Regions from separate parts of the Pan troglodytes genome. Here region 1 is linked to region 2. Evidence: chromatin contacts called from public Hi-C data. All regions are on one chromosome and are shown on one strand. Each heading gives the region's core, a stretch centred on a gene start, on an enhancer-like site or on the middle of the called end of the contact. The rest is flanking DNA. Distances are from core to core; before and after follow the strand shown.

Region 1 (5,054 bases), core at 1,431-3,930, 86 kb after region 2:
CTTACGGGGAGAGAAAGTAGAAGGGTGGTTGCAGGGCCTGGAGGAGGGGGAATGAAGAGTTAGTGCTTAATGAGTACAGATTCAGTTTAGGATGAGAAAAAGTTCTAGAAACGGATAGCAGTGAATGGTTGTATGACAACATGAATGTACTCAATGCCATTGAATTGTACACTTGAAAAAATAGTAAATTTTCATGTATACTTTACCACAATTTAAAAAATAAGATATATGAATGAATAAAATTTTTTGTTTAAAAAAAAGGTAAAAAAAAAGGAAAGGAAAAATGTATAAAGCTGACTGGCACCTCGGTTGGAAAGCACCCCTTGTTCCCTTTGAACAAAGCGCTGTGGAGGCATTATGGGGTGACCAGAGTGGCTCACAGACCGGTCCCTGAATGGCCTCTGCCTCTTGGTGGCTGTGTGACCTTAACTCAACTTTTGGTGATAACTGCCAAGGTAGAATTCAAGAAACAGAGTCTTGCAATATAAAGAAGCTCCACAGACTTCCAATGCTATGGTATTTTAACTTCCATCTGAATGGGCATTTACAATCTTTTATTAGTATACATTTCCTGTTTCCTTTATTTTTCTAGCCTCTCTGGTGTTCTCTGTAGTTCATACATTTTCATTTCTAATCGCCCCTGGTATAGCCCAAATTGGCTCCCATGTTGCTCTGGGAGGCACTCAGTTCATCACTCTGACCTGGGTGAGTAACCACTTACTGCTTTCTGCCAGTTGCCACAGCAATCTAATATTCAATTAAGTATTTCACTGGCATAACCATACTAGTTCCCTTTGTAGCTTGCTCCAAGTCCAAGTAAATTACGTCCATTTCTTCACCCAGTGGGTTCATTGTCACTGATTCAAAGAAATTAATCATGCTGGTTAAGCCCAGCTGCCTTTCTGTAAATCTATCTCTATCCAATTTGTATGTTTCCAAGTGTTCTAGCTTAATCCCTGATCAAAGATCATACATAGGGTTTTTTTCCCCCCCCCAATTTAGGAGATGAGCTTATAGGTATGTGGTTCTCAGTTTAATTCCTACATTTAAAAATACACACAGATAAAGATGACTTGCTGTGTCTCCCTGAACTCTTTATATATATATATTTTTCTTTGGAAGAAAAACCTGTCATATACTTTCTTTTATTTGCCATCCCTTCTGAAATATTTTCTTTCCACTTTCTCTTTGCAATTTCCTAATTATTTTTTCTCAATCCCTCTAAAATAGAGCCTAAAATATTTGTTCTATTGTTTCTGCTGTCATCAATTATACATTTTCTGCCTCCAGGATATAGCACTATTTCTTGCTTGTTTTCTTCAGTCTCTCTAACAAACACAGAAGAATCCTTTTGTTCCTAAGAGAATTCTCTCTGCTGACACCAAGACCTGTCAACACACTTCAAGGTTCGTCCTTCCTTACTATGAGATTGCTTAAGCCTTTACACCACGTGGTTGCTTCTTTCCATTGACAGCACCGGCTGCCCCAGTCACATTCTTTTTTTTTTTTTTTGAGATGGAGTCCCGCTCTGTCACCCAGGCTGGATGGAGTGCAGTGGTGCGACTGTGGCTCACCGCAACCTCCACCTCCCGGGTTCAAGCATTTCTCTGCCTCAGCCTCCCGAGTAGCTGGGATTACAGGCGCCCGCCACCGCGTTTGGCTTTTTTTTTTTTTTTTTTGTATTTTTAGTAGAGATGGGGTTTCACCATCTTGGTCAGGCTGGTCTTGAACTCCTGACCTCGTGATCCACCCACCTTGGCCTCCCAAAGTGCTGGGATTACAGGCATGAGCCACCATGCCTGGCACATTCTTTTACTTTAGATGTATGAGATAGGGTCATGGTTTGAGAGGAAATTTTATGCTTGTTCTCATTATAATCTGTAGATGAATCCTACCTCATAGTGTCCCAATAATATAAATTGAAAAATACTTCTGTGAAATTCTACCAGTCAGTAGAATTTTTACCAAAAGAACCCTGGGCTCCTTCTGCATTTTGCCAGGGCAAGAGTTGTTGATGCTTGTATTGTAAATCAAGGATTATTCCTAGATTCTGAAATGTTTTCTCAATCATACTGATATAAAAGTTAATCTTTCCTTCATTTTCAGCATTGAACACTTTTTATTGTGTTGAAATGTTTAAAATATGAACACAAGTAATCCCTAAATTCTATACTTGGTGGCTTTTAATTAATCAAAAAATTTCATTCCCAGTGAATAATATAACATTTTCCTATATGTTACCGCACATTTTTCCTGTTATTTTTACTGTGAGACAGATCTAAGAATCCAAGGTAAATAAATACTATTACCATCACTGTATGAAAGCAAAGGCTGTGGAAAGTTGGTCAGATTGGCTATTATATTTAATATTCCATTGAACATATGGATTATAAAAATATAAACTTGGGTAGAAATCTTCTCCAAAGACCCCTTTCCCACTTGTAAAAATTTAAATGGTTATACAAAAAAACCTATCAAAGAATTCCAGCATGCCCGGGCCCATCTGTCCTGTCATTACATTCTCCATGTTCCCTATCTGATGTGCATCCCCCGCTCCCTGAAACGCCATCACCTGTCTGCGCTAGTAATTCCTTCTTTTCAGATGAACTGAACAGCAGGAGCCTGCTGTTAGAAAGGAGCCCCTCTAAGAGGAAGGGACCGGAATGCAGAAGCCGCAGAGACTGAGGACATCTGGCAACTGAAAAGGAATGCACTGGGGGAGGGAGGCTGCAGTGCCCATGCCAGTGCCTAGGGAGAGTCTGGGCAAAGTGAACCATCACTCAAAAGAGTCACACAAATACCACAAATGAGGGGGAACACAGGAGAGATGCCCTCAGGGCTTGAAGGAAAAACTGCAGATCAATGCCTGGAGGGAGGGAGGGAGGCTTTGTGACCAAGAGAAAGCAAACAAGTAACTGGACCAACTCCAGGGACAGAAGGTGCTATCCCTGGAAAGCAGACCAATACAGCAGGAAAAAGGTTGACTCTTAGAATAAGAGATTCAGTGAATTCTGGACAAAATTTCAAAGCTTTACTAAGAGCACAACAGATGAGAGGAAAGATAAAATGATTTCATTTGTAGGGAGAGAACACTTTTTAAGGGCAATGGCTCATTTTAAAACTGGTTTTATGGGGGTTAGAGCTATAGAAAATTATTGTACAGCACTATAAAAATAAATATCATAAATTGTGGCTGGGCTCCATGGCTCATGCCTGTAATCCCAGCACTTTGAGAGGCTGAGGCAGGTGAATTGCCTGAGCTCAGGAGTTCGAGACCAGCCTGGCCAACATGGCAAAACCCCGTCTCTACTGAAAATACAAAAAAATTAGCCGGGCGTGGTGTGCGCCTGCAATCCCAGCTACTCAGAAAGCAGAGGCAGGAGAATCACTTGAACCCGGGAAGTGGAGGTTGCAGTGAGCCGAGATTGCACCACTGCACTCCAGCCTGGGCAACAGAGTGAGACTCCCATCTCAAAAAAAAAAAAAAAATCATAAATTGTGAGCTTTGTACTTAATGTAAGTAGGTTTGAAATTTATTCTTTTCCATTTTTCCTAGTTTATTTTTAAGTTAAAAAGTGTGCCAAAAATATGAATGCAGGCCTCAGGTTTTGGTGGATACAAATATACCTATGGCTTCATCTGAAATACAGAGGTAAGGTGAATTTAAGGCATTTAAAAACATAACACTTTATAGTAAGATTTCAAGTCGGCAACATAGAAAATGCTACCAAAAAAGCAATACCTCCACAAAGCAGAAATTTGCTTTATTTATGAAATGCAGGCACAGAGGAAATGAAGCTTACAGAAACAATAAAACAGATGACACTTAAGACAAATACTATATATTTATATGAGATATAAAAAGAGTCCACTATTTTGAGTATACTTCATGATGCTTTCCTATGTAATGAACAGTGCTTCATTGTTGAGTTTAAATAATCCTAGTAGCTATTTGTCTCATTAAATAATATATTTTCTTTCCTAACACATTCCTAGAACCCCAGTGGGGTATCAAACAGAACTGCTCCCTTTTGTAATAATTATTCAAGGCTGGAATCACTAAAACAGGGCTTATTACTCTGAGTGTAACTGAATCAAGTCACTTGGTCAGGAGGAGAGTCAGAACTGAGACTGAGAACTTAGCCATACCCTTCTGGCTCAGGAAGAAGAAGAGAGTTCTTCGCTAGACATCGTGGCTCACGCCTGTAATCCCAGCACTTTGGGAGGCTGGGGCAGGAGAATGGCTTGAGTCCAGGAGTTCAAGACTAGCCTGGGTAACATGGGAGACCCCGTCTTTACAAAAAAATTATCTGGGAATGGTGGCACAGGCTTGTGGTCCCAGCCACTCAGGAAGCTGAGGTGGGAGGATCACTTGAGCCCAGGATGTTGAGGCTTCAGTGAGCTTGTGATTGCACCACTGCACTGAAGCCTGCGCAACAGAGCAAGACCCTGTCTCAAAAAAAGAAGAGAGTTCTCTTAGCTGACAGAATTCTCTAATTCAAGCTTGTCCAACCCGTGGGCATGCAGTGCAACACAAAATTCATAAACTTTCTTAAAATATTGTGAATTTTTTTTGCGATTTTTTTTTTTAGCTCATCAGCTATAATTAATGTTAGTGTGTATATATATGTAATGTAAAATATTTTTTAACAGTATATATGTGTGTGTGTGTGTGTGTGTGTGTATATATATATTTATTATTATTATTATTATTTTGAGATGGAGTCCTGCTCTGTCACCCAGGCTGGAGTGCAGCGGCATGATCTCCACTCACTGCAACCTCTACCTCCTGGGTTCAAGCGATTCTCCTGCCTCAGCCTCCCAAGTAGCTGGGATTACAGGGACTCGCCACCACGTCTATTTCTTTGTATTTTAGTAGAGACAGGGTTTTACCATGTTGCTGGGATTACAGGCATGAGCCACCGTGCCTGGCCATATGAGTATATTTTCAGTGTGGCCCAAGACAATTCTTCCTTCAGTGTGGCCCAGGGAAGCCAAAAGATTGGACATACCTGCTCTAGTTGCTTCACAACTAGCAGGAAACGATGTAAATT
Region 2 (4,697 bases), core at 1,592-4,091:
AGAACTCAGTGTTCCTGAAATTAGTTCTAAGACTGGCCTCAATCCTCTGACCCCAGCCTCTCACTATTCCATTTCCATCTCTTTGTTTCAGGGCCTTCCCCCCTCTATCCTTCTGGCTGCATAGTCTCACATGGCTCTCAACTCACCTGCTGCATTTCCCAGACTTAAGTGAGCCTTTCCCATCCAGGCCCTGCAGCTACTCAGACTCCTAGATCTGTATCAGAGGCACGGGCCTGGCAGCCTTCACTGCACTTGGGCTCTGAAAGACGTTCTCACTCTTGCAAGTCACCTGGGAAAGCCAGAATCGATACTGTATGGTTTAACATTCGAAACTGACTTGCAGGTAATGGCTTCTGCATTTCCAGATGGCACTCGTGTGCCTGTAGGGATCTCATTTTAAGGATCACTGCTTTTTGTTTCTCATCTACAGGCTACAGAGACCCATCTCTCAGTTTGGATTTTGATTAAACAGTTATGCAGAGTAGAAAACTTGGGCCATACACAAAACTTAATTAAAATAAGCCTCTACTTGGGATTAATGTGTGTTATTGACTGAATCGTGTCCCTCCCCGCTCCCCCCTCTCCTGCCATATTCATATGTTCAAGTCCTAACCTCCAATGTGGCTGTATTTGGAGATAGTGCCCTTAGGGAGATAATTAAGATTAAATGAGGTTCTAAGGGTAGGGCCCAAATCCAATAGGACACCAGAGAGCTTGTGCTGGGAATCTCTCTCTCTCTCTCTCTCTCTCTCTCTCTCTCTCTCTCTCTCTGTTGCCTCCCTGTACAAGGCCATGTGAGGACACAGTGAGAAGGCAGCTATCTGCAAGCCCGGAAGAGAAGCCTCACCAGAAACCAACACGATTGCACCTTGATCTCAGACTTTCAGGCTCCAGAACTGTGAGAAAATTAATTTCAGGTGTCGAAACCACCCAGTCTGCAGTATTTTGTTATGGCAGTCCCAGCAGACTAATACAATGTGACTGTTTACTTTCTTCTCTACTACAGGCAAGCTGCAAAGTGCTGCTAGGTAATATCACACAGCCACTGCTGATTGTGTAGGTTGAGTTGGGGAGAGGTTGTTACTATGAGACCTATTCCAGAGCAGAAACAGGAAGATTGTGAATCTCATCCTCGTCACTTGCCCATGGCCTGCAGCATCCAGACCCCTCGAGGTCCTCTCCTATCTTCTTGCCAAAGCTTACTTTCAGGGAGGACTTGGAAATTCATTCCCTCTAGGTGGTAAATAATGTAACAGCATAAAGTGTTATGTCACCTAGGGACATATAAATTGAGCCGAGAGCCAAGTGTTAAGCTAAAGGGATGACAATCTAACAGTGAAATATCATCTAGCATCTACCTGTCCAACAATATGAATCTACTGCGAGCTCAGGAACATCCCCAGTATCAGATGTAAAGCTCTGGGGATAAGAGGGCAAAGAAGGCAATTACCTGAATTGTGGAGCTCACATGTGTTGAGAGAAACAGACAAATAAGCAGATTATGATACAGTGTGATAAAGGCTGTAAATGTGAATGAAGTGCTATAGGAACATAGAGCTTCAGGCTCAGGCCAAATAGGCAGGGGGGCATGTGTGTGTGTAGACATCTATATATGTATACATATATACACATGTGTATATTTTATTATAGGTATACATTATAGGTATGTATGCATTATTATATGTATGTGTATACATATATGTGTTTGTGAGAGTGTGTAGGTGGGTGGGTGGGTGTGTAAAAGTAAGCCCTTACTGGCCAGGCGCGGTGGCTCACGCCTGTAATCCCAGCACTTTGGGAGGCCAGAGCGGGTGGATCACTTGAGGTCCAGAGTTCGAGACCAGCCTCACCAACATGGAGAAACCCCGTCTCTACTAAAAATACAAAATTAGCCGGGTTTCACATGCCTGTAATCCCAACTACTCGGGAGGCTGAGGCAGGAGAATCGTTTGAACCCAGGAGGCTGAGGTTGCGGTGAGCCAAGATTGCACCATTGCACTCCAGCCTGGGCAGCAACAGTGAAACTCTGTCTCAAAACAAAAACAAAAACAAAAACAAAAACAAAAAAAACAAAAGTAAGCCCTTACCAAGATAACAGCAAATGCTCATTGGATAACTTAAATGCTATGTGCCAAGCACACTGTCTACTTGTGTTTAATTCTCACAACAAACTATGATGTAGAAAAATATTGCTACCCTTGTGTTTGCAAACAAGGAAGCCAAAGCACAGAGATGTTAGATTGTCCAAGATCACACAACTAGTAAGTGGCAGAACTTGTAGAATTTCTACTCAAGCAGTCTCGCTACAGAGCCTTCTCCCCAACCACTACATGATATTGTCTCTCCCTCATCTTCCCAGGAATCCTGAAAATGTACCATATACACATAAATCCAAATCTGGAAACTGACTTTAGATAGTTGTAATTGTAGTTGAGATTCTTTTTTGGCTGCAAGAAAGAGAAGCCCTCGAAAGCAATTCAAATATGTGTTTATGATGCAGAATATGACATCAACAAAAAGCAAGCTGGGACCCCGTGGAACTAGAGACGGGCCTCATTGGGAGCCCCAGGGACCACAGCAGCACATCCCTCTGCCCCCTTAATGCTCTCTGAGGCCGTAAGAGCCCCCTTCTCTGCTGTCCTCTGTTTTAAATTTCTCCTTCCTGCAGACCCACTTTATTTACTAATCACACAGTTGAAAACGGCTGAGCCCCATAGGACTTTTCAGTTCAAGGGATTAAACTCTGACTCCCTTTGTTCAAGACAGAGAATTGGATTGGTCGTTAATGAGGGGATAGATTAGCGCCTGTGGAGAGCAGTTCGCGGGGGAGGCAGGTTGCCATGTGAGTGAGTGGGGTGCTCAAAGGCAGAAGGTGCACCCGCAGCCAAGCACCGTTGCCAGAGGGGCTCAGAGTGGGCGGCCTTATTAAAGGAGGCTTGGCTGGGCATGTGCTCCCCAGCAGATCAGATACACCATACAAGCAGCATCCCCCTAGGGGATCTTTGCTCAAAATAAGCTCTGTTTTAAATGCAACATGTACACCATTTAGTCTCCTTAACAGACAACTGCCTTTTTCTCTTTTTCAAATATTATTGAGCTGAGCTCAATGCCCCATGAAATCTGTAAATGTTTTGTTCCAAGTAACCAGTAGTGAGTCCCAGAACCAGCACGCAACATATAATAATACAAAGATAAATGGAAAAGGAGGTGATAATGTATGGAGAGAGATACGAATTTTTAAGAAGTGAAACAGACACCAATCCTATAAGGAATATGAATCAGTCCCCTCTGGCAAGTAATACTCATAATTTGCGTAAGTTACTGAGTTAAGGAGTACATATTTATGGGTCCCTATATAACCTATGAGTGGGAAAAAATGGGCCAAAATTCACCTTATTTTTAAAAATGACATATTAATTTATTTGGCTAATTTACTAGGCTAGCCATTAAACCACAATAATTTTAAATAAATGAGTATAAAGTAGATGATCCTTAACCAAAACTATGGAATGTATCCTTTTTCCCTTCTACTAAATAGAGATGGAATAAATCAGTTGAAAAGAATTGGCTTAGAAGGTGACAGAGGCCAGGCACCATGGCTCACGCCTGTAATCCCAACACTTCAGGAGGCCAAGGTGGGAAGATCACTTGCGCCCAGGAGTTTGAGACCAGCCTGGGCAACACAGAGAGACCCTGTGTCTACAAAATTAAAATTGAAAAATTATCTGTGTGTAGTGGTGCGTGCCTGCGGTCCTAGCTCCTTGGGAGACTAAGGTGGGAGGATTGCTTGAGCCCAAGAGGTCTAGGCTGCAGTCAGCTGTGACCATGCCACAGCACTCTAGCCTGGGTGACAGACAGAGACTCCCTGTCTCCAAAAATAAAAAAAGTGACAGATGACAACATGAATACTTTTCATTCACAACAAACACTGTTTCAGGCAAAATTCCATAAACATATATAAAACTGGCAATATAGCATCATATATAACTCTGGGTTTAGTCTACTGAATTTGAATTCTGGCTCTACCACAAGCTGTGTAATCTTGGGCAAGTTATTAAACTCTCTGGGTTAAGATTTCTTTATGCAAAAAATAGGGAAAATAATACTGGCATGAGGTTATTGACAGCCATAAGATAGGTTGATCCTATATAAAATACTTAGCACGATGCCATCGCCTTACAATTATTAATAATTAGTAGCACCTCCTTTCAACAGGAAATAGGCATTCTGGACTTATGCATCAGACAGCCATAGTTTAGCCATCACTATTGAGAGACTTGCCTTATATTATTATTCTGGTTTCTCAGGTCAGAAAACATCTTCTGTTTTTGTTTTTCTTCTGATATTCCTTACTTCTTGTATCTCACACAAAATATGTCAGTCACAATTCTGGGTCTGGCATGGTGGCTTATGACTATAATCCCAGCACTTTGGGAGGCCGAGGTGGGTGGGTCACTTCAGGTCAGGAGTTTGAGACCATCCTGTCCAACATGGTGAAACCTTGTCTCTACAAAAAAATACAAAAATTAGCCGGGCATGGGGCACGTGCCTGTAATCCCAGCTACTCAGGAGGCTGAGGCAGGAGAATCACTTGAACCCAGGAGGTGGAGGTTGCAGTAAGCTGAGATCGCACCACCGCACTCCAGCCTGGGTGACAGAGCAAGACTCCATCTCAAAAAAATAATAATAATAAAAGT

Evidence for each region. A called contact is a pair of places that touch in the nucleus more often than the background predicts.
Region 1: a Hi-C map of stem cell-derived neural progenitor cells shows a contact between it and region 2, with 2.6 times the contacts expected there. The contact joins two enhancer-like sites. A contact is called at or near these places in 2 of 7 Hi-C or Micro-C datasets (blood and stem cell-derived neural progenitor cells).

Annotation. Positions count from the first base shown.
Region 1 is chr3:170,783,236-170,788,289 of NHGRI_mPanTro3-v2.0_pri, forward strand. The region is part of intron 11 of SH3RF1 (SH3 domain containing ring finger 1); the gene reads right to left. Among named protein-coding and RNA genes, the nearest start is that of CBR4, 94 kb to the left of the region's middle. Within about 2 kb of position 2,681, at least 9 of the 24 cell types and tissues checked have an H3K27ac peak or open chromatin away from gene starts, as enhancers often do. A contact at or near this core is called in stem cell-derived neural progenitor cells, where this site is marked.
Region 2 is chr3:170,696,965-170,701,661 of NHGRI_mPanTro3-v2.0_pri, forward strand. No RefSeq gene overlaps it. Among named protein-coding and RNA genes, the nearest start is that of CBR4, 7.4 kb to the left of the region's middle. Within about 2 kb of position 2,842, at least 8 of the 24 cell types and tissues checked have an H3K27ac peak or open chromatin away from gene starts, as enhancers often do. A contact at or near this core is called in stem cell-derived neural progenitor cells, where this site is marked.